Linked DNA regions of Ovis aries: all the other regions are linked to region 2. A link is a contact called in public Hi-C data. All regions are on one chromosome and are shown on one strand. The core of a region is the stretch at or near the end of the contact, and the rest is flanking DNA. Distances in the headings are between cores, read along the strand shown.

Region 1 (2,831 bases), core at 235-2,734, 160 kb before region 2:
GAACAAAAGGTGAGCTCCCGGCTCTACAGAGCACAGTCCAGAAGGAGGGCTTTCAGGACCAGCTCTTACAGAGCTCTGGCCCACCGGGAAGGTCCAGGATCTGCTCGCAGACAGAGACCAAACCTGCTACCTACAGTTGAGCATCTGGGCACCAGATGGGGAGGCTGACTCTGACTCTGCATCTCTCACCAGTCCTGTGTGAGTAAAATGAGCCAACCAGAGCCAGCTCAGACCACTTACGAGACGCAGCGGGGGCAGGCCCCCCTGCATGAGGAAGCACTTTTGATTCCAGCAGAATTTTCCCATCCCAGAGGTGAAACCTCCCTTCCAAGACCCAAATATGCCTTCCAAACTTGTTTCTAATCCCTTTATTCATCTGTTTCACACCAGATGCTCTGTAGAAGCTTTTGACAAAAACAGATAAAGAACAAGAAAAGAGAAATCATGGACGGCACCATGAGCTATCTGGCCTCCAATCTTCATCTTGTTTCTGCGCATTTAGAATCTGCAAACAAATACACAGGAGGATGGGAGACACTGCATGTGCTTTATTTACCTAATGGCATGTCATGATGAAGGTTTCGGGCCATTGACAAGTGTTGTACATTCTGTGTGTGAATTCTACCTCCCCAGAGGGAGGGAGCCTTTCAAGGGAAAGAAGAGTGATTTCTGCTTCATTACATCTGCTCCTATATCCCGTCCAATACCAAGGCTGTAGAGGAGAAATAGAAAAAGCATGCCAAGGACTGGGAGACTTCAATGCTGTGTGTACAGGATCGTGTGTGTGTGTGTGTGCATGTGTGGGTCGGTGCACATACAAAGATATACACACACAAACCCCTTGTGGTTAATACCCATTTCAAAGACAGGCCAGCTCTATGACAAGTTTCTTGGACCTGCGCCCAGAAGGCCTTACACTTCTACCCTAGGTCTGTGAGTAACTGGATGGGGGGTCTTCCCAGAGGGCCCCTCTCTTACCTCTAAAGATCCGCCTCTGAGACCCCAAGAGCTGGCAGACCTCAGCAGAGGCCCAGCAGGAGTTGACGCATTTCTGCATCCTGTCGGCCAGGTCGAACAGCGTCACGTTGGAGGCCAGGGAAAAGGTGGCTTGCAGTGACATCACCACAACACTGGACTCCCTACAGGCAAAGTATACATATTTTAATTGTCCTAAACTGATATGTGGGTCCCAGAATTTTTGGAAAATGAGTGTCCTCCCCATTGTCCAGTGAGGGCCTGGGACAGCATGAAGGTTCCGTGACCTTGGCCTGGGATCACCCCTCGTAGCCTACAATGAACTGACCTAACTCACAGATAGGTCCTCTTCCAAAAGGTTCTCCATGAGAAATTACATTACAGGCAAAACAGGGGCCAGTGTTGTTGCCATCACACTTGTTAGAATACCCTCCCCTTTCTATAGGACTGGTCCACAAACAAGTACATATAATCCTGCTACTTACCTAGAAACATGAGCTGTGGATCGGGTATAACCAGGTAATGTTGAGAAACACACATTTAACTGAAAGGAAGAGGTTTATCATTAACTGTGAGTCAGACAAAAGAGCCTTGAACCTAGAACCAATTTCCTATTTTCAAGATCAAACAGGCATTTTTCCAGTCATCGAGTTATCAGCAGGCAGCCTCACACAGAGTGGTGTCCTTTTTTCTTGTTCCTTTCTTAAATGCCTTTCTGCTCTTATTCTGTTGTTCCATGAACACAAAGGGAGAGAGGCAGATAGTAAATCAGTGGGGGGAAATCTTGGCAGGAAATGATGTTCAGAATAGCACCCTTGGATGCAAAACCTCTTCAAAGGAACAGATCTCGTCTAAGATCTGCTCCAGGGTTTCAAACGACCTCAGAGGCAACTGTTTATTTGGACTTTGCACAGTGAACAAGGCTTCCTGAAAAGGCTGGGTTCCTTTCAGCTCCCTCAGGTCTGGCAGGCCTTACACAGACCCTTCATAATCTACAATGAGTTGACCTAACTCACAGATAGATCCTCTTCAAAAAGGCTCTCCATGGGAAATTACATTACATGGGTCAAGAGCCCTTTTGTTGAGAGCAAATTAAGAGTGACTCCGTGTGTTTGCCTTGTGCCCTTGGAAAGAGCAGAAAACCCCTGTGGGGCATGATGTACCATGCCTGCATCCCCACTCCGCCCATAGCATGAACTGGGGCTTGGGGCTTCCTCTCAAGCAGCTGAGGGTCTCAATATCCTGACCAATGCAATCTACCTGTCTTCAAAGCCTGTGGGTCAGACATATCTCATCCTTCACAGGATGCTATCAAACCTTTTTTGTCTTTGTATTAACATTGCTTTATATTCATAAGGCAATGATTTATTATGATTAAACTTTCTTTTTCCCCAGGAAAAAACAGAAATAGCACATTTCAGAACAGAAGAGCATCTTGGGAAAGGCCATTTGAGTCACAGCCTAAGTCCTCTCTAGTCATAGCCTACATCTTCGCTACTTCTTGGGGGTGGGGATGTCACATCACTAATAAATTATATGTTGACACTGGGTGTGTGTGCGTGTGTGCTGTTGCTTCAGTCATGTCCCACTCTTTGCGACCCTATGGACTGCAGCCCACCAGGTTCCTCTGTCCATGGGATTTTCCAGGCAAGAATACTGGAGTGGGTTGCCATGCCTGGGTTGCGCAGCAATCAAATCTGTGTCTCTTGCATCTCCTGCATTGACAGGTAGATTCTTCACCACTGAGCCACCAGGGAAGCCAGCTGATATTGGGTAAAACTGAGCAAAGCAGATGGGTCACTGAAGACCATCTAATGGGAAGGACTATATCTCTGCAGGAGGTTCTCAGCCCCTGT
Region 2 (2,792 bases), core at 121-2,620:
AAGGGTGGTGCCTGAGGACCAGAGGGGAGTGTCCAGCTATGTAGGGAGCAGCCCCCAGCCCTGACCCACACCAGGCCCTGCCTTGAATTCGGTCCTGGTCAGCTAGCTTGTCTCCTGTCTCTGTCCCTGGTGGCCTTTGGGAACCACATTTTAGCTGCTGCAGCACCTGGTTCCAGCTTCTGATCTTGCCTCACAGTCCTCCACCTCATCTCCTGCTCCCCCAGCAAGCTCTGAGCCCTCATAAAGGCCCAAGTGGGCTCACAGAGGCTGGCAGGGCCTCAGAACCCCTTGATCCACAGGAGAAGGGGAGCAGTAGAGAATTCTTGGTGGAAGAGAACATTCCTACCACTTTCCTCCCAGGCTATGCCCAGAAAAGCACCATGGAGCAGCACTTTGGAGCCCAAGCTCAGAGTTCAAAGCTTAGCTGAGCCACTGACTTTGCAGCCTCAGTAAAGCTGCACAACCTCTCAGGACTTTAACTTCCTCATCTATAAAATGGGGATCACCATCTGACCCAAAGCACTAGGCTGTTTCAAGAATAAAATAAAATATATGTGAAGTGTCTGACCCAGAGCTGGTGCTCATTACCTCCATACACACAAACAAGCAGGTTCTGCCACATAAGCGCTGGTCAAGGGAGACACAGAGGAAGGAGGGACAAGTCCTTGTTCTGGGGCTAAGAGCTCCTGTCCCTGCCCTGAGCCCATTCCCAGAGCAGTGAGATCGTCAGACCAGTCTCCAGGATTCTGCCACCCTGAGCAAGTGAGGTCTTGGCCCGTCACATTTGGTTTTTATTTCACTGAGAACAGAGCCGAGCCTACATGAGCAGGGTTCTCAACCCTGGCTACATGTGGGATCATCCGGAACACTTGAAAATACACACCAACGGCCCGTCCCAGCTGTGCTGATCCACTTGGTCAGGGATCCACTTGGGGCCAGGGATTCTTCTTTTTCTCCCCACGAGGATCTCCCAGTGTTTCTAATGTGCAGGCAGGGTCGAGAACCCCAGGGACAGAGGCTGGGAAACTCATTTAAAGAACTCATCAACAGGGCTGAGAAGACATTGTTCTCTCAGCTGGACCAGGAAGGGGGCTGGGTACTGAGGCCTGAGTTCTTGGAAATTGTTTCACCTCTCTGGGCCACTGTCCCTGCATCTGTGAGATGGAAAAAACAACCCTGCCCAGCCTCCCCTACAGGGTTACCTGTGAGGGTCACGCGATATGGTGTGTGTACTGCGCCACCTCTTAAGTGAGACACCAGGACCTCACAAACCACTTGACATCAGGTTTCCTCCTGGTCCCTCCGTAAGCAGAGAGTAAAGGCTGAGGGAGCCGCCCTGGGACAGGGCTCCCCAGAGCGGACAGCCAGAATCACGACTCCACACAGAGGCCATCCTGGGTACTGCAAGGCCCTTCCAGGCAGCCCTTCCTCCCCAGGGCAGGAAAACCCTTCCGCTTCCCAGCAAGGGCACGAAGCCCTGCGGAGGGAGAGGAGCCCGCCAGGAAGTCGGGAGGGGAGGACGATGCAACAGGGTCATGGGGGCAGCTGGGCAACTGTCTTCATCTCAAGAGGAGAATGGGGGCCCAGGGAAAGGGGGGCCCTGCGCTGAAGTTCCAGGGTAAGGGTGTCCCCACACGGGCTTTCATCACTGCAGGAGGGCTAAGAGGCTGCAGTATGGTGTCACTATCTCACACTCAGCGTACTTGTTCCTGCACACTTACTCAATGTCTACTACCTGCCAGGACCTTAAGACCACCCAGGAAGACCCCAAAGCTCTCTTCGGTAGCCACAAGTCCAAGCCAACAGTGAGTTCCAGAGAACCGCAGAGGCATGGGTGTGCTCATTACACCCTGAGTGGAACAGGGAACAGTCACCTGAAGAGTTTCTGGGGTGAATTCTTAAGGAAAGAATATACATCTTTAGCCTACTCACTTTGTATGTTTGGAATTTTGTCAGAGTTTTTTTTTTTTTTTTTTTTTTTTTTAATCCCAAACAGCGAAAATTGTCTCTTCTGGTGAAATTAATTTCCATCTTAACAAATACAGCTCTGTTGGCTTCAAAATCAGCACGCCCTCCCCAAACAACTTCCACCCATCCCAGAGCTTCACCTACGCGTCCGCACCGCTTATGACTGGATCGCCAGATCTTCACTCACCTCTTACATTCCCACACCCCTCACCGCCCCCGCCGCGCCCCCCAACCCCCACCCCGGCCCTGCTCCTGCCAGATCCCGTGCAGGACACTAGTCAGCCAGCCCAGCCAGCCCGGGGGTCAGCCTTGTCTCTTCCGCCTGCACCGCCTCTCACCATCTCGATGATGAGATGCCTCTCACCATCTCTCCTTCACCGGCCCCTCCCCCACAGCAGAGGGCTGCATCACCATTACTTTTCTGGGTTACCAACAACAGCCTCTCAAATCGGGTTTCTGCCTCCATTCTGCACCCCTGTCTCAAGCCACTGGTCTTCTAAAATATAACAATACTATCACATTTCCCAGAGTCTCAAGGAAAGCCCAAGTCCCTTGGCGCAGCAGACAAGGCCTTTGGTGAGCCGGCACTGCCTGTTCCCCACCACCCCCAACCCCAGGCACCCTCGCTGTATACTCTCTTGGGTCTTTGTATAAGCTTCCCTCCCTGTAAGATTTCTTTCCTTCTCTTCTTCTAAACCCTGTATTCCTGCAACAATCAGCTCAGGGGGAATCTCTTTTCCTGACTCTCAGGCTGGGTTGAGAGCCCACCACAACCCCAGGTTCCCTGTGTAAACCCCTGTCATGGTACTTTCCACAACCTAGTA
Region 3 (2,773 bases), core at 246-2,745, 250 kb before region 2:
GGTTTAACCAGTCAGTCACAGGCACGTGTCCTTCCAGGAACAAGAGAACGGTTGACCAGCTGGCCATTTTGACTGCTGCTACCCTGCTCCTGCTGCTACGCTCACTTATCAAGGGCTTCCCTGCGCCCAGCTGTGCCTGTGGAACAGATACAAGCATCAGCATTTGACAGGAGTGCCACCAACACTCAGAGGATTAAGGGATTTGCCCAGAGGCAAACGCTAATTCCCAAGTATAAGGGGCAGAAAACTTCATGCCACATTCAGGGATTAAACCAGGTCCATGCTCTGTATTCAGAGAAGGCAATGGCACCCCACTCCAGTACTCTTGCCTGGAAAATCCCATGGATGGAGGAGACTGGTAGGCTGCAGTCCATGGGGTCGCTAAGAGTCGGACACGACTGAGCGACTTCACTTTCACTTTTCACTTTCCTGCATTGGAGAAGGAAATGGCAACCCACTCCAGTGTTGTTGCCTGGAGAATCCCAGGGACGGGGGAGCCTGGTGGGCTGCCATCTATGGGGTCGCACAGAGTCGGATACGACTGAAGTGACTTAGCAGCATGCTCTGTATTAGAACCCAAATGACATTTGGGGGTTAAAGAGAAGGACATTCTAGAGCAATGAGCCCTTGGAACTACTAAATTGCTCTTGTCTGGCCTCAGGACTTTCAAGGCAAATCTCAGGCTCTCTGAACCCCAAATCCTAGTCCAGAAATTTCTTTTCACTACTGTTCTATCTGCCTTCATCACAGACTGAAATGCCTTGTGCCTTTGAGCCCCTAGAAAACTTCATCCACAACACAGTCCACCTAATGGGGCGGTGGGAACTAGTAGCTTAAGCCTGCTGATTCTATCTCAGAGACAACAAATATGATTAAAGGAATGAAAAAAAATTTAAGTGTTTCTTACCTAAGGCTTGAAAAAGGAGGGCAAGAAGAGCGAGGTGAGTGAAGGCTTTCATTTTGGATGTTCTCGCTAGGTAATCCAGGAAGGAAATGATTTGCCTCCAGCTATCTTTCTTTTAAACTCTCTCTCGGGTTCAAAGTCCAGTCATCAACTGACGTCAAAGCCAACAGAGGCAATTACTAGTTAGGGTTTGGTCACATAACGTAGGTCTCTCTTGAGCTTTTATGAACCAGACCTTATGGATTATTTTTTCTGTCTCATAGTCCAAAATAACTCAGGACAGTCCATCCAAACGTCCTCGGGAGATTATGGGGTGGAGGGGGGAATGTTAATGTCTTTATATCCCAAACATCCCCAAGTTATCACATTTTAGGAGGTCACCATTCCTCTAAATACCCAGTAATAGAGTCTGGGCCCCTCGTGCTGCCATGGAGTGCAGGAAATCCAGTTTCCTCCAGCTGTAGTTCTGAGAATCCCTGAGATGTCCTCATGTGTTTCCCCAGACTGTTTGTTGCTGAGCTTTTATCACCTTTTGCTGTGGATCACTACTGTGGGTCTCTTTGATGACTACCTCCAACAACTGTGTATTCATGTCTCCAAGCTTCCCTGGCTCCCCACATATCCCTGTATGGACATGGTCCCCCACTAATGTTCTCAAAAGCAGTTAATATAATGTTGTAGCATTTAACTTTACTGAGAGCCTGTGGGTGACAGGTCAGGGAGGGAAAGAAAGAGAATAACTCAAAACAGATTACTTGATATTGTGACTCTTGCTTGTTCACAAGCCACATCCCCCCTCGAAGGTCCCCTACTTGCCTCTTGTTCCTTAGCCCCTGACCTCTCACGTTTCAGGAAGCAGTTTATCTCTTGGATGAGTCTTTTATTTTATTTTTTTTTAACTTTGCTAACTCTTTATATATATATATATATATATATATATATATATATATATATATGGCTGTGTTGGGTCTTAGTTGGGACACATGGTATGTGGTATGTGGGATCTTTAGTTGTGGGTTTCAAACTCAGCTGTGGCATGTGGAATCTAGTTCTCTGACCAGGGATTGAACCTGGGCCCCCTGCATTGGAAGCACAGAGTCTTAGCCACTGGACCACCAGGGAAGTCCTGGATGAGGGTCTTTTTAATCCAATTCTCCCACTTTAAAAGTCTAAGACCCCAACTCCCTTTGCAATTTAGCCCCAGGCAGAGGAATGAAGCCAGTAACACCTCGTGAATATTAGCCAGAATGTTAACTCTAACCTTAGTGAAAGCAAAAATTTTTGTTATTACACAGCAGGTGAGTTCCCTGTTGTCCCCAAAGTCTTCATTCAGGAATAGGATTTGGGATTAACTCTTACATAGCTGAGAGGCCCATTTAAGTATTTCTCCCAAGCAAAGATACCTCTCAGGCCCATATGTTTTGTGTTATTCTCAGCTTGAATGATTCCAGGAAGCAAGAGTTAAACAAAGGCATTTTAAAATTCTTTTAAAACTCACTTTATTGAGGTAGATATAATTTACTTCAATACATGAATCCATTTAAAGTATAAAACTCAATGAGCTTTGATAGATGTATGTTCACGTGAAACCACTATTACAATCAAGATACAGAACGTTTCTATCACATCCGAAAGTTTACTCTTGCCCTTTCGCAGTCCCTTCTTTTCTCCACCCTCTAGCCCAGGCAAGTACAGACCTGCTTTCTGTCACTGGAGACTAGTTTGGTTTTTCTGGAAATGTATATAAATGGAGTCATAAGGTATGTGCTGTTTTAGTGTCTGGCTTCTCTCCCTCAGCACACTGTGAAATTCATCCGTATTACTGCGTATCAGTTCTTCCTCCTTCCCTACTTCTTTCTGCTTTCTTTT

What was found. A called contact is a pair of places that touch in the nucleus more often than the background predicts.
Region 1: a Hi-C map of liver shows a contact between it and region 2, with 3 times the contacts expected there. The contact joins two enhancer-like sites. A contact is called at or near these places in 6 of 16 Hi-C or Micro-C datasets (hypothalamus, liver, muscle and 2 more).
Region 3: a Hi-C map of tail adipose tissue shows a contact between it and region 2, with 5 times the contacts expected there. The contact joins the promoter of LOC114111177 here to the enhancer-like site in region 2. A contact is called at or near these places in 2 of 16 Hi-C or Micro-C datasets (omental adipose tissue and tail adipose tissue).

What each region holds. Positions count from the first base shown.
Region 1 is chr1:190,298,762-190,301,592 of ARS-UI_Ramb_v3.0, forward strand. HEG1 (heart development protein with EGF like domains 1) reads right to left here. Exons shown (of 17, transcript XM_060404378.1): 10 at 1,461-1,519; 11 at 979-1,139. Among named protein-coding and RNA genes, the nearest start is that of HEG1, 49 kb to the right of the region's middle. Within about 2 kb of position 1,485, at least 1 of the 54 cell types and tissues checked has an H3K27ac peak or open chromatin away from gene starts, as enhancers often do. A contact at or near this core is called in liver, where this site is marked.
Region 2 is chr1:190,461,606-190,464,397 of ARS-UI_Ramb_v3.0, forward strand. All of the region lies in intron 5 of SLC12A8 (solute carrier family 12 member 8), which reads right to left. Among named protein-coding and RNA genes, the nearest start is that of SLC12A8, 59 kb to the right of the region's middle. Within about 2 kb of position 1,371, at least 9 of the 54 cell types and tissues checked have an H3K27ac peak or open chromatin away from gene starts, as enhancers often do. A contact at or near this core is called in liver and tail adipose tissue, where this site is marked.
Region 3 is chr1:190,210,189-190,212,961 of ARS-UI_Ramb_v3.0, forward strand. It overlaps LOC114111177 (DNA-directed RNA polymerase II subunit RPB1-like), which reads right to left and starts at 1,496. Exons shown (of 3, transcript XM_060397243.1): 1 at 1,434-1,496; 2 at 908-1,008. The coding sequence starts at 1,496. It overlaps TRNAG-UCC (transfer RNA glycine (anticodon UCC)), which reads right to left and starts at 2,026; the gene lies at 1,954-2,026.